Regions from separate parts of the Mus musculus genome. Here all the other regions are linked to region 4. A link is a contact called in public Hi-C and promoter capture Hi-C data. All regions are on one chromosome and are shown on one strand. The core of a region is the stretch at or near the end of the contact, and the rest is flanking DNA. Distances in the headings are between cores, read along the strand shown.

Evidence for each region. Promoter capture Hi-C pulls out the DNA fragments that hold promoters and counts their contacts. Hi-C and Micro-C count contacts between places; a contact is called where the count stands out from the background. Capture Hi-C pulls out chosen DNA fragments and counts their contacts.
Region 1: a promoter capture Hi-C map of adipose tissue shows a contact between it and region 4. The contact joins the promoter of Qrfprl here to the promoter of Prdm5 in region 4. A contact is called at or near these places in 1 of 484 Hi-C or Micro-C datasets (embryonic stem cells) and 2 of 9 other capture datasets (adipose tissue and liver).
Region 2: a contact with region 4 is called in a promoter capture Hi-C map of second pharyngeal arch cranial neural crest, with 2.9 times the contacts expected there. The contact joins the enhancer-like site here to the promoter of Prdm5 in region 4. A contact is called at or near these places in 6 of 39 promoter capture datasets (cranial neural crest, liver, maxillary cranial neural crest and 3 more), 1 of 115 datasets of contacts at active chromatin or transcription factors (astrocytes) and 2 of 9 other capture datasets (adipose tissue and liver).
Region 3: a Hi-C map of uterus shows a contact between it and region 4, with 2.1 times the contacts expected there. The contact joins the enhancer-like site here to the promoter of Prdm5 in region 4. A contact is called at or near these places in 2 of 484 Hi-C or Micro-C datasets (Th2 cells and uterus) and 1 of 9 other capture datasets (macrophages).

Annotation. Positions count from the first base shown.
Region 1 is chr6:65,375,638-65,382,634 of GRCm38.p6, reverse strand. It overlaps Qrfprl (pyroglutamylated RFamide peptide receptor like), which reads right to left and starts at 1,341. Exons shown (of 6, transcript NM_175524.4): 1 at 1,005-1,341. The coding sequence starts at 1,341.
Region 2 is chr6:66,266,126-66,273,209 of GRCm38.p6, reverse strand. Gm36408 (a long non-coding RNA gene) reads left to right here and starts at 846. Exons shown (of 3, transcript XR_377737.1): 1 at 846-1,033. It also overlaps the pseudogene Gm31520. Within about 2 kb of position 4,684, at least 7 of the 459 cell types and tissues checked have an H3K27ac peak or open chromatin away from gene starts, as enhancers often do. A contact at or near this core is called in second pharyngeal arch cranial neural crest, where this site is marked.
Region 3 is chr6:65,515,354-65,521,630 of GRCm38.p6, reverse strand. No RefSeq gene overlaps it. Among named protein-coding and RNA genes, the nearest start is that of Tnip3, 72 kb to the left of the region's middle. Within about 2 kb of position 4,765, at least 28 of the 459 cell types and tissues checked have an H3K27ac peak or open chromatin away from gene starts, as enhancers often do. A contact at or near this core is called in Th2 cells, macrophages and uterus, where this site is marked.
Region 4 is chr6:65,775,218-65,781,402 of GRCm38.p6, reverse strand. It overlaps Prdm5 (PR domain containing 5), which reads right to left and starts at 2,441. Exons shown (of 15, transcript NM_027547.2): 1 at 2,210-2,441. The coding sequence starts at 2,302.

The DNA of each region.
Region 1 (6,997 bases), core at 92-2,591, 400 kb after region 4:
GATTTTTTTTTTTTTAGGAAATATATCAGATGAAATGACAGCAATTTACTATCCTTATCCCCAACAATTAATGCAACTCAAGTTCATGAAAAACCGCAACACTGAAGGTATTCGCTGGTAATCCCCTAGTGGTAGGAGGTAAGGAGTGATGAAAGAGCCTCCAGTAGTTTAAATAAATTAGCCTTAGGGACAGAAATGGCAGGGTAAGAAGGCATAATGATCCATTTCTCATGCATTTACAACCACTTTCTAAGAATTTCAATGTACCCACAGGATACAGCACTCTAGAAAGCAGGGGTAGAATTGCTATTTCCTGCCTAAGTTGCCCTGGAAGCAGTGGGAGATCATTATCAGTGATCTCGAGGCCCCTGGAACCCAGCGTCCACCTTTCTTCTGTTCCACCCACTGCCTCTCTCATTGCCTCCAGTCTCTGATTTCTTTGCCAGTCCTACCCCTTGTTCTAATGAAGAGCAATTTCACCTGTCCTTTAGAAATGAAGAGGGGACATGTTTACTTAATATTACTAAACCAACACATTTTTGCTCAGTGTCTACTTGTTGTGAAAGGTTTTAAGTCTGTGTGTTATTAGTTAATACATGCAAAACCTTGTCTGGAAGCCACATATATAACTGGGAAGGAAACCTGGAAGTTGGGGGAAAGAAGAGAAAAAAAAATGACCTTTGAAATGTTTTATTATTTGAAAGATTATTCTAAAATTGCAATGGTTTATTTTAAACAGCGTGTGGGGGAACAGCATGTAATTACGGTGAGGGGCTGAAATGAATGAAGAATCATGCTGCTGTGGACTGTACTTAAATCTTACCACAATCAATATATCTATGGGACAAGGAGGGATGCTGGCCCCAAGCAGAAAATAAAACAAAGAAACAAACGCCCCCTCAGCAAGTAAGCCCTGCTGAGAAGTTCCAAAAATTCAGGGGTTCTCTTGATGGAGAAAACAAAAGGCGACCAGAAAGGAAAATGCCTAGCGGGGACCTCCTTACCCCCCAGCCAGGTGTCCGAGACGTTCTGGAGCATGGTGACCGGGATGCAGAAGAAGACGATGAGCAGGTCGCTGAGTGCCAGGGAGCAGATGAAGATGTTGGTGACGGTGCGCATGGCCTTGCTGCGGGTCACCACATAGACTACCAGGGCGTTGCCGAAGAGCGCCAGGGCAAAGATGAGCATGCCGACCAGCAGGAGGGCCAGCCTGGCGCGCGCGGGAAGCTGCGGGGTGAGCACCAGTGGCCGCAGCCCATAGTGCGCGATGAACTGAGCGCGCGTCAGGTTGTGCAGCCGAAGCAGCGCCGAGAGCTGCTCCGCGGTCAAGTTCCACGACATGCCGGGCTCGGGAGGCGTCTCGTCCGCGCGTGGGGCAGTCGAGGACCGGGAGGTATAGGAGAGAAGCCAGAAGCCGTGCCGCCGTGCCGTGCCGTGCCGTGCCCTGCCGTGCCGTGCGAGCGGCGCGAGAGAGTCTAGCAGTGACCAGAGCAAAGTCAGAGCCGCCAAACTGTTTGCAGTTCTAAGAAAGTTCCCAGCCAGGCGCTGCGGTCCTCAGAAACCTCGCAGCGCCACGCGAGGCTCAGTGTCCAGTTTTCTGGACCTTAGTGGAGCTGAACCCCGCCCCTCCGCGCACTTCCCAGCCCCTGGAGAGCCGCCTCCTGCAGCAAAGCACCTAACAAGGAGTGCCCTGCCTTGCTGGAACCACCCAAAGCCATGCCCCAGCCCAGGTTGATGATACTAAAACAAAAACTGTTGTTGAGGTTTGGAAAGCCTCTTGGTTCTCCTCTTGTAAAATCATGTATGGGCCACAACTACCCATGGCAAAGTGGAGTTCAAGTCTTTTCAGCTTTGAAATAATAATTACAGAAGAGAAGTTGCAGTCATAAAAAGAGGGTTCCAGGCATACTCTGACTTTCTCCGTTTTGTCATAACTGTGTATGACAAAGTACAAACCTAAAAATTGACATAGATAGAGAGAGAGAGAGAGAGAGAGAGAGAGAGAGAGAGAGAGTGTGTGTGTGTGTGTGTGTGTAACAAAATCAAGATACAAAACTCCATCACCGCCCAGATCTCACTCTGGGACATTTTCATGACCATGACCGCGCTCCTCCGTTCATGACCTCTAACCTCTAGCAGTCTCTGCACATCTGTCAAGAGTATAATAATATAAACAGAATCAGAATCTATATACTTTGTGTGTATGTGATCTCCTCCACCTTGACACAATATGCTGTAAACCTATCCAGGTTGTGAGATGTTTTGTAAATCTAACCAGGTTGTGAAGTGTATTGTCAATCTGTCCAAGTTGTGGGGTGTATTGCTGACATATACTAGTTTATTTCACTATTCCTTCCTTGTAAAACAGTTGGGGTGTCTCCAGCTTTGGGCTATAAAACTGCTATGAAGAAACATGGACTGGTTTCTGTATGGCTATAGTTTGCACTTTAATTATGGGAAGCATCAAGAAGTTTGTCTAGTCTGTGATGTTCTAGTTAGTTGTTTTGTTTTGTTTTTGTTTTGTTTAAACATCTTAGTACAAGGCAGAGTTTCTTATCAGCTTAGCACAAGAGAAGAGGAAACCACATTTGAGAAAATGCCTATAGGCAAGTCTGGGGAGTATTTTCTTGGTTAAAGACTAATGTGGGAGAGCCCGGATCTGGGTAGGCAGTGCCAACCCAGACAGGTGATTCTGGACGATATAGGAAATCAGGCTGAGCAAGCCATGAAAGAGCAAGCCAGTAAGCGGCACTGCTTCAAGCCCTTGTACCAGTGTCTGTCTTCAGGCTTCTGCCTTGAGTTCCTGCCATGGCTTCCCTCACTGATGGGGTATGACTTGAGAATTGTAAGCGAAATAGAAAGCCCTTTCTCCTCAAGCTGCTTTTGGCCCTGATGTCTTATAGCTACTGGGGTGATTCTGGACCACTGAAAAAGTATTGCTACTTGTGCTCTAGCCTCATAAAAAGAAGCTAAAAAGCTCTAGGAGCCCTATAGTTTAAAATAAAACTCTAATGCTATTGTAACACATGAGTGCTGGGGGGGGGGGGATTCTAAAATCATTTAGAAAATGGCCCAAAGTTGGAGAAGATACAACCTGGATTGCCATGAAAACTTAAAAATTTAGTCCAAACCTTTTCAATAGACAAATTTGGTGACTAGACTGCTATTCTAGTCCCCAACCTCACGTGCAATATTTGGACAGGTTGCTCATCCAGAAGATAAAGAGTTCCTGGCTGCATTGCTGACTAGAGACCCAAGGATGTTTCTGACAGTGCTGCTTTTGGGTCCCTACGCTAACTGCCTGTCTGGCAGCTATGTCCTGTTCTCAGCCTTCTCCTCTCTGACCTTGACTCCCATTTAAGAACGTGGAATGCTGATTTTTCTGGCTTTTTAAAGCTGAGTAGAGTAAGTTAGGAGAAGGACTGAAGGAACTGAAGGGGATAACAACCCCATACGAAGAACCATATCAACTAACTCCCAATGACTAAACCACCAAAGAGTATACGTGGGCTCCAGCTACATATGTAGCAGAGGACTGACTTATCTGGCATCAGTGGGAGGGGAGGCATTTGGTCCTGTGGAGGCTTGATGCCCCCAGAGAAGGGGGATGCTAGAGGGTAAGGCAGGAGTGGGTGGGTAGGTGGAGGAACACCCACTTAGAGGCAAAGGTGAGATTAATGGGTTGAAGGCTTCATGGAGGGGAGACTGGGAGGGAGACAACATTTGATATGTAAGCAAATAAAATAATTAATTTTTTAAAAAGAAAAGAAGTTGAGTGGAGTAGCTGAGTATTGAAGTCAGGGTACCCCTCCAATGGGTAGAGGACCCAAAAGTGTATCAATAGTTGCATTATGTTATTTATACATAACTCACCACACTCTGCTGATATCAGGATACCACTTTGAGCCAAGCATAAAAATTTCACTTTTTATCTCCCTTTAGCTTTCTTCAATATAACTGTCTGTACTGGCTAGTTTTGTGTCAACTTGACACAGCTGGAGTTACCACAGAGAAAGGAGCTTCAGTTGAGGAAATGCCTCCATGAGATCCAGCTGTAAGGCATCTTCTCAATTAGTGATCAAGGGGGAAAGGCCCCTTGTGGGTGGGACCATCTCTGGGCTGGTAGTCTTGGGTTTTATAAGAGAGCAGGCTGAGTAAGCCAGGAGAGGCAAGCCAGTAAAGAACATTCCTCCATGACCTCTGCATCAGCTCCTGCTCCCTGACCTGCTTGAGTTCCAGTCCTGACTTCCTTTGGTGATGAAAAGCAGCATGGAAGTGTAAGCCGAATAAACCCTTTCCTCCCCAACTGCTTCTTGGTCATGATGTTTGTGCAGGAATAGAAACCCTGACTAAGACACTGTCTTAAAGATTTCTTCTACAGTCATTTAGAATGACCTGTTATTCTAGTAATTTTATCTTCACCTGTTTAAAAAAGTCAAGATCATTAAGAGGAAATGGAAAATCTATTCAATTTACTCTCACTCTTCTTATTTCTTCTGTTCCTTATTATTATGACAGGATATCCTTTTGAATAATTCTTTTCCTTTTAAAATTCACACACACAGAAACATATGCATGCACACATGTACACATGCAGACCCACAATGCACATGCATGCATACATACATGCACACACTCACAAACACACACAACTAAGAAGTTTGAGGACAGCTTTCAAGAATCTGTTCTCTAAGTCCACCTTATGGAATCTGAGGATCAGACTTGGGTCATTGGGCCATTTACTTCTTCCCACTTAGCCCTAGATAATTCTTTTTCTTATTATTTCCTTTGTGCTTAGGAGACATTGTCTTGTTGTCTATTTTAAGGATGCTAGAATCAACATCTCATTGTTTTTCTTTAGTAAAGAATGCTTCAATTTCCCCCTTTGTTTGTGAAGGACATTTTCTGTGATGTCTGGATTGGAAGATTTTTTTATTTTTTTCCCAGCATTTGAGAAAGACTTTCTTACTTCGGTCTGTTTTCTGTGATCTGTATGTTTCTTCCTGCAGGTGTGATGTCTTCTCTTGGTATTATTTTAAGACTTTATTGTCCTTGTCTTTCATAAGTTTTGCTGGTATTACCAGCATAAATCAAAACCTGTGCCCCCAAAAGCCAGGTTCAAGCATCCATCCTATTTAAATTAATTAAATGAGCCAAACAATAGCAAAAAGCAGAAAATGGAGAATTATTCAATGGCATTCAATTGTGAAGAAGGAAAATGAAGCCCCAGTCTGTGATCAGGATCCTGATGAGATGTTGAAGACAGAGTAATGCATAACTAAACAGCCTCTAGTCCACATATTGTCCTGACCTCCATTGACTATCTATGTCTCTGTGGAAGGTTGTTATCCAGTTGTCAATCTCTGGCTAGCCCAGGATTTTGTTTCTTTTTTCTTCTCCCAGCAAGAGTTTGCTGGAGAAATTCTAGCTTCTTGATGCCCATTGTTTTGGTAATCTGATAGCCAGCTTGAGTGTCTCTTTAAAATATCCCCATCCCTGCCACAGCAGCAGTTGTAGGGCATATGTCTTCATGTTGATGTCTTTAGGTTATCCTTTTTTTGGGTTTCCTGAGGCTCTTGAATTCAGAACTCCTGTCTTTTACTATATCTGGGACATCTTAGCTTTTATTACTTCACATTCTTTACATTTCTTTTAGATTTATTAATTTTACTTTATGTGAATTAATGTTTTGTCTGAATGTATGTATGTGAACCATGTAAGTGCCAGTGAAGGTCAGAAGAGAGAGTAGGGTCCACTGATCCTGGAGGTACAGATAGTTGTAAGCCACCATGTGAAGGCTGACACCCAACCCTGCTCCTCTGCAAGAGCAATGAGTTTTCTTAACTGCTGAGCTCTCTTCTTTCTCCTCCCCTTCTTAACTTTAAGTGCTGGAGGGCTACAATTTTTCTATTATTATCTTCTTGAAGGGAAGAATCCAGTTGAGAGACAGACACTTTAAGCAGACCTTCATTCGGCAAAGCAATAACATACTCCAGACGGCTGAGCCAGGATGGGTAACAGCAAAAAATCTCAGGTAGCGCTTGATAAAAGAGAGTGTTTGATGATTCTTTATGAGATGGCTTATCCACCCAAATCATGGATTAGTTCTCCCTTTCAGAGTACTTTTCCCCAATATCTCATTATCATGAGGCAGGTCAGTACTCACAATGCAAATGAAATTCTAATAAAGCTTAACAACAAGCACTGTAGTGCTCACCTTTGATCCCAGAGCAGAGGTAGAGGCAGAAGCAGAGGCAAGCGGATCTCTTGAGTTCGAGGTCATCCTGGGCTACAGAGTGAATTCCAAGACTGCCAGGGCTACACAGAGAAACTTTGATTCAAAAAAAAAATCAAAATACATACATACATACATACATACATACATACATACATACATACAGCAAGCTAGTTTCTCTGTGTCCACAAAACCTAAATTAGTGTACAACTGAGGAAATTCTCCTACCACTCCTTTGATACTGTGGAGAAGATTTAACTGTAGCTCCCAGAGTATTTACCCACAAGGGGGCATCCCGACTATCAGGAAGCACAAGTGTCACGATAAATCTCCAGTTTCCTTAGTTTCTCTGGTATAAATAACCCCTTGCCTATCTGGTCTCATGGTGATATAAAGGTAAGGCTTGTTACATTCTCAGAAGGCTCTAAGACTTCATCCAGCTTTGGGAGTGTGGAAACCAATTTCTCTCTGCTGTTTCATAAAATTTCATTGTCTATAAAACTTTTCACGTTTTACTAAAATGAACCTTGTTTGTTGATTCATACATTGTCTACACTGCTGTTATACAATAGTTGCATATCAGTTGCCCATTTGTGAAAGAGCCCCAAAACAGAAAATATTTTCTATTTGACACTTTGCAGGAGACATTTTATCAGCCTCTGATTCTGTCAGTATAGCAGAGTGAGTGGTTATGTATTCGTTTTAATATCCTTAGCTCAGTGAGTAAGCAAAGGTGTATTCTAAGAATCTAAACCAGTTATA
Region 2 (7,084 bases), core at 3,435-5,934, 490 kb before region 4:
TTCCTAAGTCAGCCATTCTCCTCTTCACCGTGGCATCATGAATGAAGACAGACTCTGGATTCAGGAGACTCCAGTTTTGCAGTTGACAATTTATAGGAACTTTCACAGCACACACAGTCCTTGATTCTGCTTATGCACAAAAATTTTAAAATTCAAGGCTGAGGGAGAGGAAGGAATATTTCCTTTTAGGCTCTAGCTGTGGTCCTACTGCATGCCAAGAGCTGAACATTTGTCTATCTGCCCCACTCTTGACATGTGCACAGATGTCAATCTACCCTCACATGGGTCCCTGATCCTCTGCATGCCAGTCTCATTCCTTGGGGCATGAGAAACATAGTGAGCCTGACTGTTTTGCAGAGCTACATTTTGAAGGTAGCAACAGACATTCCCTGGGCACAATTTTGGCAGTCTATGACCTTGGAAGTTTTCTCAAGTTCTGTGGGTAAAAGGAAAGGGCATTCAGCACTTTTCTCATTTTACATTCTCAAACACATAAAGAATTCCTATATGTTTGGAACTTAAAGGGAAATGGGACCCCAGACCATTCAAGAGTCCTTCAGCCTTTAAATCTCTCACTTCTTTGACATCTCTTCCTTCTTCAACTTATCTAATGTTCCTGCAGAGGGAAAATAACATTAGACTGGGCAGAATCTTACCTGAAGCTAGGAAAGCAAGCTCCACTCCCCTGTAGCCTCAACAAGCCTCAGCTGATAGGGAAAGGCTACTGGAGTTAGAATAGAGCATGTGACTGCAAACAGCCTGACCACACAGAAGAGGAAGAGGGCATGTTGGTACAATAACAAAAGATAATGGTAGCTATGGTGATAGGAAGGCTCTCAGCACAGGAAACAGTTTATCTCCTGCGAATAGTGCAATAATTCTAATATAGAAACAACCCTGATTTCCTGGAGTTTTTATTTTCAACTGACAAGAGAATATTTCTTTTTCATTCCAACCTTTCTTCATCTACTAGTTCCACCTCCGTTCTTTCTGCCGGAGCTTGATCTGAAGATCTAAACTTCTTTGTTCCGAGGTATGATGATGATTTGTTCACTTTAAGATTTATTCTTACTTCATTTGTATGAGTTTTTGGCCCAAATATATGTAAGTAGAACTGGAGTTGTAGATGATTGTAAGCCATCATGTGGGTTCCAGGAACTGAACTTGGGTTTTCTGGGAGAACAGCCAGCGTTCCTAACCTCTGAACTCTCTCTTCACCCTCTTGAGCTATGATACCAGTTAAGATGAGTGTTTGTTTGACAAGGAAAAGAGCTTTGGTGAACAAATAATCTTGTGGAAGCCAATGGACTGCAGAACATGTAACGTTCTTCCCACTGATGCTGAAGTATGTCAGCTTAACAGTATAAATGAGAAGATTTTCATAAAATGATGCTCATTTTTAAATTTGACCAATTCTTTTACAAGTATCTAATGATGAGAGACATTTTAAGCTTCACACATGGGAAAGTACTCCTTTAGAGAAATTTGTTGAAGGGAAAAAGAGCAGTGGAGTAGTCTTCCAATTTCTTAGAACACTTTGCAGTTGGAAGGGACGTTAGGGCTTCTGCAATGAGTGATAAGGCTCCTGATACCAAGGTTAGTAATCACACCAAACTCAAAGCGTTATGGAAATACTTTATCAGTGTCCGTGAAAGACTTAGATACTTTCAAAATTTGCATTTAAAATAATTCTCTTCTGGAAAATTAGTGCTTGTTTTGGATGACAAATAAGGACAAGTCCATGAAAATGTCTGCTTAAGGGACAGAGTAAAGAAATTGCTGACATGACTGTTCCATGGTATGGGTAAGGTTAAGGGAAAGGTTTTTATTATGAATAAGAGAGAAAAAAATACTCAGAGGTATCTGGAGGTTTCCACAGCATAAAGAAAACAGAGCAGACTGGACATGACCAGGGCTAGAGAAGTGAGAGATCAGGAGAGAATAATAGAAATAGTAAGACAGCAAGCGATAGAGAGTAGTGAGCCAGAAAGATGGAGAGGACAGCAAGAGTGGGAAGAGAGTGTCTGGAGTGGACAGACCGTGTGCATTATAAGGAGGATGAGTAGGTGGGGGCAGAAAAGGTATGGTGCTAATGTGGACTTTGAAATATATAACAGGTTCTTTTGATACTGAGGGAGCCTGTAGGCCAGTTTTGACTCTCTCCTTTCAAATATATTTATTTTTCATGCAATGGAGTCTTGTCTTTGGAGACATTTTTACTATGGTCCTAGAGCAGAACAGGATGTTTATTTTTAAAAGTATAAGCACTTTCAACATGAGTCCTGGCTACAACTTTTAACAGGCATGAGTTCAATAACCTTCTTTAACAATTACATCTTTCTGCCCAACGTTTTGATCTCTTTCATTGTAGACCTTGATAAATATAGTAAACAGCCACTATAGCACAGCCTGAATGTTTTCCTGTACTGAAATTTCATCAGCCAAACAGATTAGTTCTTTATCTTTAAGTGAAGCTTCATTCAAGTTCTCAGGACATGGGCAGAAACCAACCATATTCTTTGCCAAACTGACACACGAATGTCCCCAGCTTTCTGATAACATCCTTGTTTCCTGCTGAAACCTCAGGAGTCTGGCCTCCACACTCCATATTTTCTCTGCTTTCTGGCCTTCCCAACTCCTGTCAGAATGATCTCTCAGCTTCACTTACTCCATCACTGTTTAGACTGAGCACAGACTGAATTGTACAGATTTCTGTGAAACTATTGGGTAAGATTTATCTTTGCTAGTGACATGTGATTGATGAATGTAAAATTTTGTGTTGTTATTTTGAATCAAGTTTCTGAACTGCTAAGTCCAAAGGAAGTAGCTTGCAGCAACTGCTCAAAGCTTATCTAAGATCCCTTCTTGATCACGACCGTGAGAGCTACCATAATTTTGAAAACCTTTTGTGTGGGTAGATTTATTTAGATATAGAATTTCCCCCCAAATATACATTTAAGTCATGCTTGATGTCTCTCCTAATATCTTTATAACTTATCCAATGTGGATATGGGATAATTTTAATTTAATGTATGTGGCTTATGTCCACATACTTCAAACCTCTTCCACTTTTGCTGTCTTTATCTACGATACCATCACATCCCCTGACTATTGTGAAAGACTACTAAGCAACCTCTACAGCTTTTTTCTTTTATAAAACATTCATTTTTGTATAATCATCAAAATGAGATTTAAAATTTATAAATCCTTTATAGATCCCACAAGTGTTTGTAACATACCTGAAGTAAAAGGCAAACTCAAGTATCCTTCAGAGTGCTTTCCAGACTATCCATTACCATTTTTGCTCTTATCTTCTTCACTGCTCGAAATGAAGTCCACATCTGGTTTAGAGACATATGTAGCATTTATCATATAACATGCTGTAGCATTTCTGATCATTGTTGAATTCCTGTGACAAAGTCTAGCTCTTGAGCATTTCAGGAAAACAAACAAACAAACAAACAAACAAAGACAGAAAAGGTCCTAATGTGAATGCTTAAACCAATGCCAAGTGTTTGTGGGTATTGTTTTGTTTTGTTTTGTTTTGTTTTACGTTTGGAGATAAATGATTGGAAGTCATTCTAATGTGCACTTAAAAAAAATCCAAGGATAGATAAATTGGAACTGGATTTTTTTTTTTGACAAGCCATTAAAAGACAGGTTTTAGAAAATCAGTTAAAAAAAAAATAGCTTGGTGGCAGCATGGCCCCAAACAGAATCATGTCCTCAGGGGGCAGAACAGGCTCTTCCTCACTGCTGTTGGATCTCCAGTTCTGCCTCTCTTCATGCTGCATAAATGGTTCCACTTCTCTTTGTCTCCTATCTCTCCACCACATACTTATACACGGTAGTGATGCCCAGTGGGCAGGCCTCTGACTGACTTCTGCCCACCTATCACCCTAGGAATATTGTATTTTGGTATCACTTATACCATCTCAGCAAGAGAAAAAGCCCAAGTCCTGTTTTATTCTTTTTTAAAATTGAAAATAGATTATTTTATACAATATATTCGGATCATGATTTCTATTCTCCAAGTCCTCACAGATCCTCCCCATCTTCCCACACACTTAATCCACACCCTTTCTTTCTCTCTAACATTATTAAATATTAGGCTTCATAAATAAATAAATAAATAAATAAATAAATAAATAAATAAATAAATAAATAAATAAATTCAAAATAGACCAAAGCAAGGAAATAAACAAGAAAGAGGTCAATGATAAAACACATGAAACATATACAAAAACAGATACACACTTATGCACACACAGACAAAACCCTTTTTAATGAATATTCCTTTCGACCCATGTGAATTAAGTCAGAATGGTTTAGGGTAACAGAAATCCAAATTTCTTAACTTTCAAGTCTTATATTGAAATAATTGAAATTCAAAAGATTTTTTTTGCTGCTGTTTAGAGAACTGTGAGCTTGTAGAGGGTTAAACTCACTTTTCACATTCAAGCATAACATATGTATTCTATAACATTTAAGGTACTAGTAAAAATTCCCCAAAGTGTTCTGTAATGTTGAGACAAATAATGTGGCCATTCAGACTTTCTAACACTGAAAATATGAATAAGCTTTTCCCACTGCTAATGTGAAACAGCTGCTGTCTATCCCACACCCATTTACAATTTTCTTCTGAATAGACTTTAACAAAATTACACGTGTGCTGTTTATTGTAGATGAAGTTGGGGAGGTTTGAGGCTGAATACGTTAGGGAAAGACTGTGTTAATGCTGGGCACACATAGTTCCGATGGTGAGGACAGAGCAGGCTGATGAAACCCTGAAGTATCATAAGTCAGAAAAGCATATGTTTGTCCCATTCCAACCATGTTTAGAATGAGCCTGTAACTGCCTCTCAGTTTGTCTCTTGTATTTGACAATCTAATCACAGTGTTGTAGTTTTATTCCTGCAGCATCTTAATTCTTCTTCAAACATGGTCCAGTTTTATATGGAAGAACTTAGTCTAGCCATAATGCAAATTCTGCAACATTGAGATTTGGGAAAAATAAACACCTCCTTGCCTTTTATCTTCCTTGCTTCGATTTATTTCTCTGTGTACATTTTCTTTCCCAACTCAAGGACGCAGAGAAAATAGCATGAAGTAAATGAACAGTGTGCTGTTGTGGCTTTTCTTGTCCTCAACTGTATCTCTCCAGATCTTTGTACAACTTATGCTTTTGCTTTGTCAGTATAGAAATACATACATTGGTCTTGATTCATAAACCTTTATTATGTTAGATTTTTTAAAATGATCAAGACACAAAATATAAAGGAAAATTGCATAACATCAAGCAATCTTAGAAATTTAGATTGATCAATTTGAAAACTCAAACTGAAATGTTTTGAGGTTTTTAATGCAGCATAAAATAAAACCAAGAACATACTTTTGCCTTGGTGGATGATCAAGTTAAGCTGAGAGTGGACTAAGACTGTATACTTACTCAGTTCTCTCAGTACTGGTGATACTTGGGTTTCACCCAGAATCCTCTCAGTACTCTGACCTATCTTGACTCTATTACAAGGTACCAGAAGGAAGAATATGAATTATTATTTATTATAACAGTTTACTAAAAACTCAGAATTATACACATCTAAAAATTTTTTGATATACAGATAATTGGGCTGTCAAAATGGCTCTGCAGATAAAGTTTGCTCTGCTTAGCAAACTGAGTTCTATCCGTGGGATCCACAAAGTAGAAGGTGAGAATTGACTCCTATAAGTTTTCTCACCCCATATGCATTATTTGCTCCCCTAAATAACCAGCTGTAATTTGAATGAACAAATATACAAACAAGTTTATTCTTGTCTAGAAGAAGGTTTCTTAGAAGCAGCAGAGTCAAGGAGCCTTCATTGCTGCTGATATCACTCTGCTGTAGCACTGTTCCTCATCCACACCACACCATCCTCCTTCAGCAGTTAGGAGACAAAACCCCAAGTGGGGGACCACTCTGCAGAAGAAACCAGAAAATTTAAGCAGAGTCTTCAAAGACCCAAATGGTCATGGTGAAACTAGGCTGGGACAGAGAGATCATGTGAAAGAGATAAACTATGCAGAAAAGGATCAGGGTTGCTGGGTGCGAGCACAGGAACTCTTACCAAAGCAATCAACAAGAATAATTCTATCTCTGAAAAAATGGATGTCAACTGAGTTAATTTTTTTCCTGGTAATTTGAAGTGGTTTTTCTTTATTGAAGAAGTGAAGTTGTGACAAATGTATTCTTACCCATGTGCAGAGGGTAAATGTGACACTGATGTATAGTACAGTTTCAATAGATTCTAACTTTTAAAGACATACATTTCTAAGCATTGAATGCATGGCAATTCTTTCAATAAACAATGTAGAAAAGCTGTTTATTTTATTTTCAGTGTTTAACCTCAGACTTGTATAATAGAATGAAAATAGCATTCATTGGCTTAAAATTTGATAAAACGAAAGTTATTTCCCATACTTAGGTCTCAGTGGAATCAGAAAAATTATGAGACTAATTCCAGAATGTTAGCCAGACCTGGTGGTGCAGACATACATGATCTCAGCTACTTGGAAGGCTAAGGCGGGAGAGAAATACAATTTCTGTCAAACTAAGGCTGGAGGATGCAAATTCAAATGCCATCTGGGTTCAAAGCAAGTTCAAGGCAAGCCTGAACAATTTAAAGAGACTCTGCTTCTAAGTTAAAAAATTGAAAATGAGTTGGTGATATATTTCAGAGGTAAAGCACACTCTAAGATCAGTGTCTCATACAAAAATATATAACAGAAAAGCAGGAAGGAAGGGATCCACAGTGCTAGTTGTTTCTTCATCTCCTGTAGGCTTTAACATATATGTGTACATTCTAGACTCAGATGTTAACGTGGAAGATGGTGTGGCAGCTATTTTCAGGACGCAAAGATTTTGCCAGAAGAAAGATATGCTTCCTATTTTATTATTATTATTATTATTATTATTATTATTATTATTTATTTATTTGTGTGTATATATACATGCACATGCATAAGTACAATTTGTGGGTGGTTCTTTCCTTCTGTTATATTGGTCTCTGATATCAAAATCAGGTCATTAGGCTTGGAAGCAAATGC
Region 3 (6,277 bases), core at 3,516-6,015, 260 kb after region 4:
GCTTGTGTTCCATTGTCTCCTAAGCCAAAATGCTATGAGCAAATTTTGTTGTTAGATTGAAGCCTCTAGATTCATAAAAGGAATGTCATTTTCTATTTTATTCAGGCACCTGGAATGGGAAGTAGACATAGCTAAAGTTTAGTGACTATCATTTCAAAGTAAAAAGGCAGTTTAGTATATTTTTGCTACTGTCCCAAACTATAGCATCCATTTTCCTGTGAAAGTGCGTTTAAAAAACAGTTCATAGTAGATCACATGAAATTTAAGAAAACATGAATTGGATCTCAAGTCCAAGTGGGTCAAGAACCTCAGCATCCACTGAATCAAATAGAAGACTTGGTTCTCTAAAAAGATCGCATTCTGCTTTGTTCTGCAAAATTCTGCTCCAAAGGAGGATACGATATGCAAAGATGTGGGGCAGGAGATGGGCATACATTACCTTCCTAAAAAGGCAGAAATGATGGAGATGGGTTGGAGATGCAGATAAATCAGAATCACAGCTGTCTGGGACTTAAGTCCAGTTATCACTGCAAGCCAACCCAAGAGACATTGTAGCTCTTAGAAGCAATGCTGTGTTGATGGCGCAGATCAGACCCTGGAGAGTTCTGGCACTCAGCACCTGTGACTTTTGCCCTCACCATCATATCCTTTCCTGTTTGCAGGGCTCATGGATGTATTTCCTCACTCAATTCCAAGAGCCCTGACTGTTTTCAACATCAACTTTGCCTTTGATCATTCTTCCTTTTTGTTCACCACCCAGAGAGTATTAACGTAGAGATCAGGGATTTGGACGAAATACAAATTAAATCCATTAAATTCCATCATTGAATGATGTCTACAGTTTCCATTCATAGAATGAATAGTAGGTCCTGGAATCTTTCTATGCCCCACTTGAAGAAATACTTTTCTTATAACATGTTTTGTTTTCAGTTGAAAAATAAAAAGAGGACAATGATTCCTGATGTTAAGCTTTGAGTTCCACCTATTGTCTGTGACCCTCATTTCCTTGATCTTCAGATCTTAATTCCAAACTATTGTGAAGGTCATGCACTGGGGAATAGACAGGAACCTTAGAAGTTTACAGATGGCTTATGGATAGGTTTATGGATATTTTGAAGTAAAGCTATTTACCAAGCAGAAGTTAGAAGAGGGCTTCAATGTTTTATCCCAAAGGACTCAAAAATTATACTGTAAATGTAAAAATTTGCCTCCAGCACTTTGAAACTCATAAAATAATATTAAAGTTTATGTTGGAAGTATTTTATACACCAAGAAAAATGTCTATTTATAGAAGTTTAATTTAAACCAATTAAAACCACTCTTAGTGGCAAATGATCTAACCAATTCACTATATAGTAGGTCTGTTTAAAAACTGGTTGTCTCTGTTGCTTTTTCTGAAAATGAGATTGGCATAGACTGTGCATGCCTATCCCTCTAGGCCAAATAGCCTATCAGTTTGTATTGCAAATATCACATGACATGTGTTTATGTAGCTTAGTATTATGCTGTAAAATCAATATTCTGTTCTTTTTAAGCTGAGTGTTCTTTTTAAAATATTTATTTATTTTTATTTTACGTAGTTTTTTGACAGATTTATCTATTTTTATTTTATGTATGAGTGTTTGCCTGCATGTACATATGTGCTTCATATGCATGCTGTACCCACAGAAGCCAGAAGAGGGTAACACACCTGGAACTGTGGTAACAGATGAGTGTAGGAGCTCCCATTTTGATGCTGGGGCCTAAGCCAGGGTCTACTAGAATACCTGTGGGTGCTCTTAACTGCTCGTCCATCTCTCTGGAACCCTGATGGTCTGTTTTCATGACCTTTTATAACTGAGGGGAAGAACTTCCAAATATAACTCTTACATTGTGCTACTATTCCTTGGTTTTGCTCTGATATAATTTTACTCATAGGATTTAAACTTCTTCAAATATGAAGCTAGAGTATCAAAAACCTAGTGTTCAATGCCCAGAACAATTAAAGAGTTACACACATGAATAATACAGTAAATAGGTCTTGGGGAAACTGTGATTGTATATTTTATTATTGTATAAGAATATTTGATATTTATGAAATATTCAATGCAAAACTTTTTTCCTCTATTTTGTAAATAATGGTAGGGTTGCAGAGAATCAGGAGTAGCCAAAGACCTAAAATATATTCTTTCTTTAACTTTTAAATTATCAATGTTAATCATAAGAACAATATAAAATATACACAGTCCCAAAGCATAGAACATAGAGAAATGAAGAAGTACCTTCTCTTTTGTTTTTAAATATGGCGACCAGTTCAGAAATTCGAGGCATCCTTTCTCTATTCATTTACACAATAGCTGTTGTCAGACTAGCCATGTTCTGTTACTTAATGAATGTAACAAGTAATTGGGTACCAGAAATACCATGCACAATTCAACATTCTCTCTTTTACTGACCATGTGCGTCCTGGGAGGACAATATGAGTGCCTACTGGAGTCCTTGCTGCAAGGAGAAGCAGATCAGGGAACATCCCTCTGATCCTAGAGGAATCAGAGCACACAGGATTAGCCTGCTAGCAGCCTAAGGGCCAACTTAGTAGATCTTCCGAGTTGCCTAGGAGGGCCTGCTCAGAGTTGAGGGTTCCTCCAGTCTGTCCAGAACACAGACTGTAGCTGTACATGGTGGATTATGCCTGTAGTTTCAAGATTGGAGGATCCTTGAAAGTTCAAGGTCCCCACAATATATAGAGTGAGACCTATCTCAAAACAACAATAAACTTTCCTCAAACCAAAACAAACTCAAAATAAGACGTGAGTGGCTGTTATCCCTTGGGTGGCTCATTCCTTGCTACCCCTGATGGCTGCCTCAAGAACCATTAGGTGTTTCACTGTATGCCTCTGGGGTTATTACTCTGCGCAAGGCCAGACTCGTTACATGGACTCCTAATCGCATCTAGAAGGCTGGGAGTCTTGCATTTCACCCTGCCTTTGTGACTTCAGCCAAAAGAGCTTTTTAAGCTCTTTGGACAATTTGGGAAGTTTATTTTCCTCCTCTTCCAAGATTATTGCTGTTCTTGTAGGGTGATCATGCAAACTGAGACCAACACAAACAAAGCAATAAGAGTCCATCATGTACTTTGTCAACATGCACAAGCAGAAAGAACTTGAATTCTAACGTGTGGCAGGGAAGTAGGCATTGAGCTGACCTCAAGAGCAGATCACTCAGAGATATCACCGACCATTCCAAACTTTGAGAAACATATGTATGCTGCCTTCTAAGCCATGCCTCTGTGAATTCTAACTCTTTAGGAACTCTTCATGAAAATTATAGCTTGGTTTGTTTTGCTGCAGAAAGACTACCTTGTTTTTGCCACCAGGAAGGGAGTCACCCTGGAGGTCTGATGTTCCCAGACCACAGCTTTGTGAAATCCAACTTCGTCTCTGCTGCAGGGCAAGTCTGCCAGCCTCTCAATACCCAAGGCCCCTGTCTTAAGGGAGGTGGAAACATGTGGTACAATTCTACTGAGTTCTCAGAAATGACTTTAGTGATGTATTGAAAGAAGCTACATTCTAGAAATGAAGGCCAAAGAGGCTTGTGCCAAAGCTGTGGGTAAGTAGGAAGTCTACTCATGTTGTGCTGATGAATTATTGAGCTTGGAAAACAGCATTGCCCTAAGTCTAATTACCCTGTACAAATGAGGAATAACAGAAAACAAACAAACAAAAAAAAAAAAAAAAAAAACAGAAAAGGCAGATGATGCTGTGGCCTCCCAACATCTCAAAGCTACATGGTACCCGGGGTCAGATTTGTAGCTAAGTTTTTGGTGTCCATGAAATCAGAAAAATAAGTGGGAAGGGCTGGGACTCTCTTTCCTTTCTTTCTTTCTTTCTTTCTTTCTTTCTTTCTTTCTTTCTTTCTTTCCTTCTTTCATGTATTCATTTATTTATTTATTTATTTATTTATTTTACCTTCCTACATGAGTGTACATATTTATATACAGAGAAAGAAAATACATGCCATATGTTGAAAGTTTGGAATTATTTGGTTTTAAATCAATGAGTGTGTGTGTGTGTGTGTGTGTGTGTGTGTGTGTCTGTCTGTCTGTCTGTCTGAAGGTGAATTTGCTTATCTTTAAGAAGAAACTCAAAGTAACAATTTCTTTTTGGTGCTTTATTTAGTTGAGGAGTACATTGTTGTCTAAGACACAGTGTCTGAGACACAGTCTTCAACTAACAATGAAATATAGGTCATATTCTCTTGGCAATAGCTGTGGACACTGTGACCCAAAATCTTAGGGAGTTTCCAGTGAAATGCTGAATTTATTATATTGAATGATGGCACCTTTATTTTAAATGGAACAACCCAACAATATATTTAAACATAGCCATGCATTCTGAATACTAAAAATGTATGAGTGATTTATACTTTATCTCCTGTACTGGTACAAGTTGATAGAATCGCCAAAGTTTTCATTTCACAAGCAAGGCTGGCTTTTGAAAGTATGGGGCAAATTTAAGGGAGGCAGGAACACAGTGAATAAGAAACTACCCTGAGCAGTTGGTCCGGCCAGGGACTGTGAAGTATCCCAGCAGCCTACAACTCCCCACACAGCCCGTAACCACCTCCCAGCACTCCCACTGCCTCTCTGCGTGGGAGTTTATCTTTTCTAGCTATCACCACTGGTAGGGTAAAAAACTACTTTCATGGTTACTGAAAGCTGAAGAGCAATACTTGACTGATCATGACCCATGACTCATAGTTTAAAGACTTCTGTAGTAAGCATTCGTAAGATTTCTCCTGGGCGAACTTTTCCCATTGTACAGATTGCTTTCGGTTCTTTTCGTCCACTTCCCCGTGGTACTTTCCAGATGAAGTGCTTTCACTTAACCTCTGGATTCAACACTTCCAGGAGAAACAGAATTTTGATGATTATTTTATTAAATCCCCCTTAAAGGTTTGTGCCTTAATAGTCTCAAAACTGGTGGCTGTACAAAGACATTAAAAGCATTTGAGAATGTTTCCAAGTGACAAGGCATCCTGTGCCCCTTGAACTTCATCCACATTCATTCTGGATGTGGTTCCCTTAGTGTGAGCCAGTGACACAAAGCAGAATCACCAACTCATGAATTCAGAACCTTCTATAAAACAGACATTCTTGAAAACCTTCATTCAGATGTCCCCCAACCCTTTCATAAGTCATATGATCAAAACTTGTACTTCATAATACACTTAGTATAACACCAATTTCTACAATCTCTTTGAAACTGGAGGAATAATCAAAGGAAAAGTAGGAATGGAAATATCAACAATATTTGTAAGATAAGGGAAATTGAAATACCAGAAAAATAATTTCATATAACATTCTAAAACAATTTATAATCTATCATTTTTTTGTCATTATAGTCATAGTACTTCAATGATTTGGTATTAGAAACTTGTATATTTAAAATTCAGTATTAGTTTAGCATTTAATTATTTAGTTCCTAGTTTACAGTTTCAAACAGGTTTACTGGTATTTCTATCTATAGAAATACCATATGTAAATGCAGTTTCAAGTGTGGTTCATAAGAATCTGTTAGGATACAAGAGTGTGTGTGCATTCACATTTATGTGCATGTGGAAAAGACTGTGTATTCACAAGGTACTCATGGCTATATCAGGGCTCTGGCAAGATCTTTTCAGAGAGTGAAGAAGAGAGGAGAATAAGCCAAGGTTGGCACAAAAACGTGAATGGCAGTGCAGTACGTGTAGTTTCAAATCCTCTCCAAGTATGTTGAGCTGGAGGGCCTGTGCTTGGCAGACAGGGATGAGATGTATCAGGTGTAGTAATAAGGGCTACCTGCAGATGTTCCCCTTCCTGTTTACTTGGCATCTTCCCTAGGTGTTCCTTCTCAGCATCAGCATCTCTGAATCTCTATGGAACCAATTCAGCTTCTGAGATGCTCAGCATCATCGTTAAACTAGAACACCTGTCCTCTGAGGTTAGCCTTATATTATCGTCATCCTCTGTTGAAGATTTTTTTTTTTTGTAAAAAACACATTTCAAAATCACAGTGATTTAATTCACCTTGAAATTTCACTTTGAAAGCAAAGTACAGGCCGTGTGTGTGTGAGTGTGTGTGTGTGTGTGTGTGTGTGTGTGTGTGTGTGTGTATGTTACTGTTACATAAGATACTCTGTCTGCTAGGATGCAAATGGTATTTTACTAGACTTTTCCCATTAACACTGAACTTCCTCTATATTCTGTATATGTGTATACTTGTGTGTGTGTGTGTGTGTGTGTGTGTGTGTGTGTGTG
Region 4 (6,185 bases), core at 1,192-3,691:
TTTACAGGACCAGGACATGGTGAAATGTCACTCAAATTGCTCTGTATACAATGGTCCAGATTATCTAGATACAGTTGCAGAGCCCCACTGAAGGAATGCTTCAAAAGGGGTGGGTCTAGAGAAATAAGGGGTGCCTTCAGAAAAAGTACCTCAAACAACCTATAGAAAGTACAGGTATGGATTTTCTTGGGGCTCTTGGAAGATTTCCCCAAGCCTATTCTGGATTCTAATGTCTGAATTTTCAAATCAACAAAGAACTTGAATCTCAATCACTTTGTAAAACAGATGAATTATATAAGCACACCTGCTATAAAAGTATGCTATGACATCTGTTGTTGGCAACACATGGTCTAAAGTGGTAAACCTCACAATCTGCTTAGAAGAGCATGAGGAGTTTTTAATTGAGGTCCTTAACATAGCTCCAATCACAGCTGTTGTCATCTCAGACCTCTTGAAATATAGTCAGGAGATATGTACATGGGTGACTTGGGAAATAATTAAGAGATGAGATGTGGTGACATAGGTAAGGCGTGTAAGAACACTCAGCTTCTTCTCACAAGCCTGGGAGGCTTCAGCTTTGTCCTTGGAGTACAGGGGAGGAAACAGCTGCCGTACAGGCATCAGGGAAGCTCTCCGTGAGCTTGTGATTGCATATCTTAGAATAACAACTCTGTCAAAAACAGGCTGGGTTTCTGTAAGCCACATTGTGTGTGGTCATCATGCTAGATGTTATCTGGATGAAAATCTGTTGGTTTGTTTAAGTGATATCAGCAGCAGAAGATGAATGCCTACCAATGCTGCAGTAGGATGGCTCAAGATGCTTCAGCCCACACCAACGAGTACTCCCAACACAAGGACATGAAAATGTCAAAGAGAATGCCCTGCTCAACTACCAAAAAATGGTCTGAGTAAAGCAGAAGGAGGATTGTGCAGTAATTCTTACTTTTGGACAGCTGTCTGGTGTCCTACTATTCGTGAGCACAAAATTATTCTTAATTATAGTTACACCAGAAACCTTCAGGAAAAGTCCATTTAGGGGTTTTTCATGCTGTAAGACCTAAACAGAAGCATATGTCAATGGGACATGGGAGTCATTTGATGATGGTGATACTTGGCTTTGCAAGACTGCTGATTTTGACATTTCGTCATGTGGCAATATCTATCCAACTCATCACTAAATGGAATGAAGTATTAACTCCTGTGTTTTGTTTGTCTACATTTAATATGTGAGTTGTTTTTTGTTGTTGTTTTGTTTTGTTTTGACCACTTGACCTATGGTAACTTCTTGTAGGTCATGTTGTGAGCCCAGAGCTACATTCACACACTACCCTCTGAACCTCTGCTTTTCTAAGTATCTGCTAACAGGGCAAAATCAAAACAGCGAGGAGAGGCCGGGAACGTGTCAGGGGCAAGGTTTATAAACATGTTGTTCCATAACAGAATGTTCTAGAAAGAGCATATGTTTTCCTTTCAGAAACCATGGGTTTGAAGCTTAATTCGTTAACTTGGCAGGTTAACTGCAGCATTCCTATGCTCACCTCTTAAATGATAACTAAAAGACAGTTCCCCAGAGTACTGAGGGGTAAAGTCAAATGATATATATGGACAAAGTACCAAGCATTGGCCCTGCTCTGTGAACCTTGGATCTGCTTACTCTAGATGTCTCTGCCCTGACTCCTCTATTTCAAGTCTGCTAACCCACAATAGCTCAAGCCACCATGTTCTAAAGTTATAACTTAAGATTTGGAGCGCTCTGGTTTCCTGTCTTCTACATCTCTCCAATGAACAACCAACATCTATAGTGGGTCATCTCACAGACAGGGAAACCTGCGCTTAACTTGATCCCATGCCTGTGCCGTTCTGGAAGGTGATCCAATGCCAGGATAAAATTCAAAAACTCAAAGAAAATAGGCCGAAGATCCAGATACCACCCCCAGGATGGCAATGTCGGGAAGGCCTGCTTCTGTGGCTCCCGGGCCTGCACTGGGCTGCAAGCTGCCAGGGCCCATCTGCACAAGCAGTGAGGGGTATGACCAGGCTGCCAACTGTTCAGAATTCAGGAGCCGTCCGGCGCTGGGCTGGGGGAGACTGCAGCCCATGGGAGCCTCTCGCCACAGCCGCGAAAGACAACCAGACACCCGCTCCCTACAGGCCCGTTCTCCCCGCAGGCCCTGGGACGTGGCGCGGCCTGAGCGGGCCGCTCACCCACCTTGCGCACGCGGCGGGCCGTGTAGAGCCCCATCCCGTCCTGGACCCGGGACGACTTCAGGGCGAACCTGTCTGGTACGTACATGCCCAGCATCCTCCGTGGCTCGGCCGCGCTCCGGAGGCGCCGCACGTGGAGATGGGGTGCGGGCCTGGGGCGGCCGGGAGGAGGAAATGAGCTCGGCTCCCAGAATCCCCACCTCCCTCCTCGGCTCCCCGCGGCCAGGCCCCTCCTCGGCCGGGGCAGGCGCGGCCGGAGCGGTGGGGAGCCCAGGCCACCGGGCCGCGCTGATTGGCCCAAAGTTTGTGGCGCCGGCTGGAAGCCTCAAACCCCAGGCCATGGAGCTTCCAGCTCCGAGATGAGGATGAGCCTGTAGCCACATCGACCCTCCTCACCATCTCTGCGTTCGGCAGAGGTTCCCGCATCTCCTCAGATGCAGAATGAAATAGGCCTTGGCATTTCCAAAACAGCCTTTTGCTAACCACAGCCGAGACCAACCCAGAAAGTCTGGGAAACCTTTGAGTCTTACTGGATGAGTGTTCCAGGGTTGAACTAAGGAGAGGCCAAGGAGTCTGCTCTATTTCAAGATGAGAATTGGATATAAGTATTTAAGTAATATGGTGAGGAGCCTTCTGGAAAGTGATTATTACTTTCCAAGGCTTGTGACTACCAAGTCCTCTTACCAGATTTGTTCAAGTCAGACCCCGGGCCTTGCATTCCATTCAACAAGACTGGGTTACCAGTCCTTAATAGACCAGTTATCCTGGTTAGGTTTTTTTTGTTAACTTGACACAAGCTTGAGCCCTCTGGGAAGCTGGAATTTAAATTGAGAAAATGTCCCCATCAGATTGCTCTGTAGGAAGTCTGTGGATCATTTTTCTGGATTAAAGATTGGAATGGGAGGGTCTAGCACATTGTAGATGGTGACATCCCTGGGTCACATGGTCCTAGGTTGTCTTTTAAAAAGGCAAGCTGAGCAAGCCATAGGGAGCAAGCAGTGTTTTGTTCTGGCTCCTGCTTCCAAGTTCCTGCCTTGAGCTCTTGGCCCTGACATTTTTCAATGATGGACCAAGATGGGAAACATACGCCTCTTGCCCTGTCCTCTCCCCCAAAAAGTCCTTTCCTCCCCAAGTTCCTTTTGGCCAGAATGTTTTATCACAGAAAATAGAAATCAGAGTAGAAAGCAGAGTAGCTGTTAAAAGGACTGTAATGTAGTCCTTGGTAATGTCTCGCCAAAACTCATGTGTTGAATACTTTTGGGAAGTGATTGTATAAGGAATGTTCTAGCCTAGTCAATGGATTCATCCATAGACATATTCATTATCCAGTGCTACTATTGGAAGCTGGTAGAACTTAAAAGATAGAGCCTGATAGGACAACGTAAGTCATTAAATGAGCATTCTCTTAAAGGACATTAAGGTCCCTCTTCATCTTTCTCTGATTCCTGGATGCCAAGGTGAGCAGCTTTTCTCTACCTTTACATCAACGTGCCTCTGTGTTGCCATGAGACATGAAAGTGATGGAGCCACGAAACCTCTCAGCCCATGAAACCAAATATATCTTGCCTCTCTTTGTTGCGTGTCTCCAGTGTTTCCTTTCCAAGCTAGATAACACATCAGGATAAACACTAAGATGGTTATACTGTGGTCAGTTGTCCAAGTCAATTCATTCAACTGTGTTCAACAAAAGATAAAGCACTGCTTTCTGCAGAAGGATCTATAAGATAAAACTGAGCAGATATGTGTCCTGTTTATACCTACAGTTCACTTATAAATTCAAAACCTGCAGAAGTGATGGAACGTGAAAGTATTTGTAATTAACCAACAAGGCAGGACTAATGTTCTTACACCGATTTCCCCTTTTCCACTATAAAACCAAAGAGTGACTTGAGCTCTGAGTTCTTTTAAAAGAACTTACCTTACCCAACTGTATTGACTCAAACATGACTGATACAACTGTCAGATCTGTTTTGGCTCACAGGTTCAGTTTGGTGAGTTATGGTGAGAAGGTCCTGTAGATTCAATCAGTTCACATAATGGTAGTTCTGGAAACAGCAAGACAATAGGCAACATGGACTAATACAACCAACAAGAACCTACCCCCCCCAAGGCCTACTACCCCCAGCATGTGTCCGCTTCTGAATTTACAGAGCTTCCCAAAAGAGCACCCCATTTTCAGAGAAAGTACTCCAGTTATGAAAGGATGGGGTTTATTGTATATTCAAACCACAAAACAGATAATTCTGAAGAAGTATGCAGTTTTCCAGAACCATCTCAAGCCACGTAGATATAATATAGTAATATCTCACTGGTTACGTAATGCAGAGGCAAGACCAACTTGCCAACAGAGAAAAAGTTTCAATTTTCCTACTGTCTGAAAGCTTATGGGCTGAAGCAATGGTGCTACCAACAAGATATTATCAAGATGCAAAAGTGGCACTTGTATTATAGGTACAACCAACAGCTACCTAATTAAACCTAAAATCCACTGAATTGGAGAGAAATCATGCCTGAGATATCAAGCCCTAGAGGAAAGCCTACTACTACCACATTTCTAAAGTAAGGTGGTTTCCAACTGCAGTCTGCGAAATACTCAACCTTATACCCATGGGTATGTTCAGCTACCACATCTTATAAAAGAAGCTTCTTTTTGCAGCAGATAGAGAGTATCAGAGAGATCCATAGCTTGTCAAAATGCAGAGAATAAATGACCATTGGATGCAAAATTCCAAGTGAGATATTTATAACTCCTATACCTAACACTCAGACAGAAGAGGGACTAAATAGATTGAAGAGTCCTAAGGTACAGAACAACTACTTTGTCGTAGTTTCTTCAGGACAGGACAAGGATTTTTCTCCCATGACCTCTCAATAATATGGATGTCTGCACAAGACAAACAAAAACTACACCAAGTAACTCACCACAAGTTCCACAGCTAAATGAAGAGCCATGGGTAATCAGTGTTGCTATGAGGAGTAGAACCACCTTTAATTTTGGGGGGTTTGTTGAGATTTTTTAGGGTTCACAGACTTTATTGGTTCAACAATGAACAGCAAAGATAATGTTAACTATCACTCTGGGGGTGTCGATGTAGACTTGAAAGGCACCCTTGGAAAGTAGTTTTTGCTTTTATTCCTTTTGTTGTTATTGGTTTTTAGTGACAAGACTGAAACTATAAACACGCACAAATGGGTCAACTCTAATTTTACACACACACACACACACACACACACACACACACACACACATATATATGAATGAATATATATACACACTGGATGAAGATGAAGAAGTTAAAGGGAGTGGGGAATGGAAATGGTGCAAATACAGAGTATTCCTATGTGAAAGCTTCAAAGTATCTTTTCACTCATGCAATAATGTTTTAAATTATATATTCTTTGATGAGGTTTCTACTTTTAGGAACATCCACACCTATATCATTGCCAATCAGATGGCATCCTCAGCCCAGAAAAACAGTACCAGAGAACTGCAGTAACAAACACCTACAGCTTTGCTTATAAATATCGATGCAAAAACACTCAATAAAGTTCTCGAAAACTGACTCTACAACCACATGAAAAACATCATTCACTGTGATCAAGTAGGCTTCATCCCAGAGATGCAGGGATGGTTTATATATATGAAAATTCACCAATGTAATCCATTATATAAACAAACTGGGAAAAAATCACATGATCAGCTCATTAGATGCTGAAAAAGCCTTTGAAAAATTCAATGTCCCTTCATGTTAAAAGTCTTAGAGACACCAGGGATTCAAGGCACATACCTAAACAGTAAAAGCAGTATACAACAAGCCAATAGCCAAAATCAAATTAAATGAGGAAAAAAATTAAAGCAATCCCACTAACTTCAGGGATAAGGCTTCCTACTCTCTCCCTGTCTGTTCAATATAGTATTTGAAGTTGTAGCCAGAGTTATAAGACAACAAAAGGAGATCAAGAAGATATAAATTGAAACG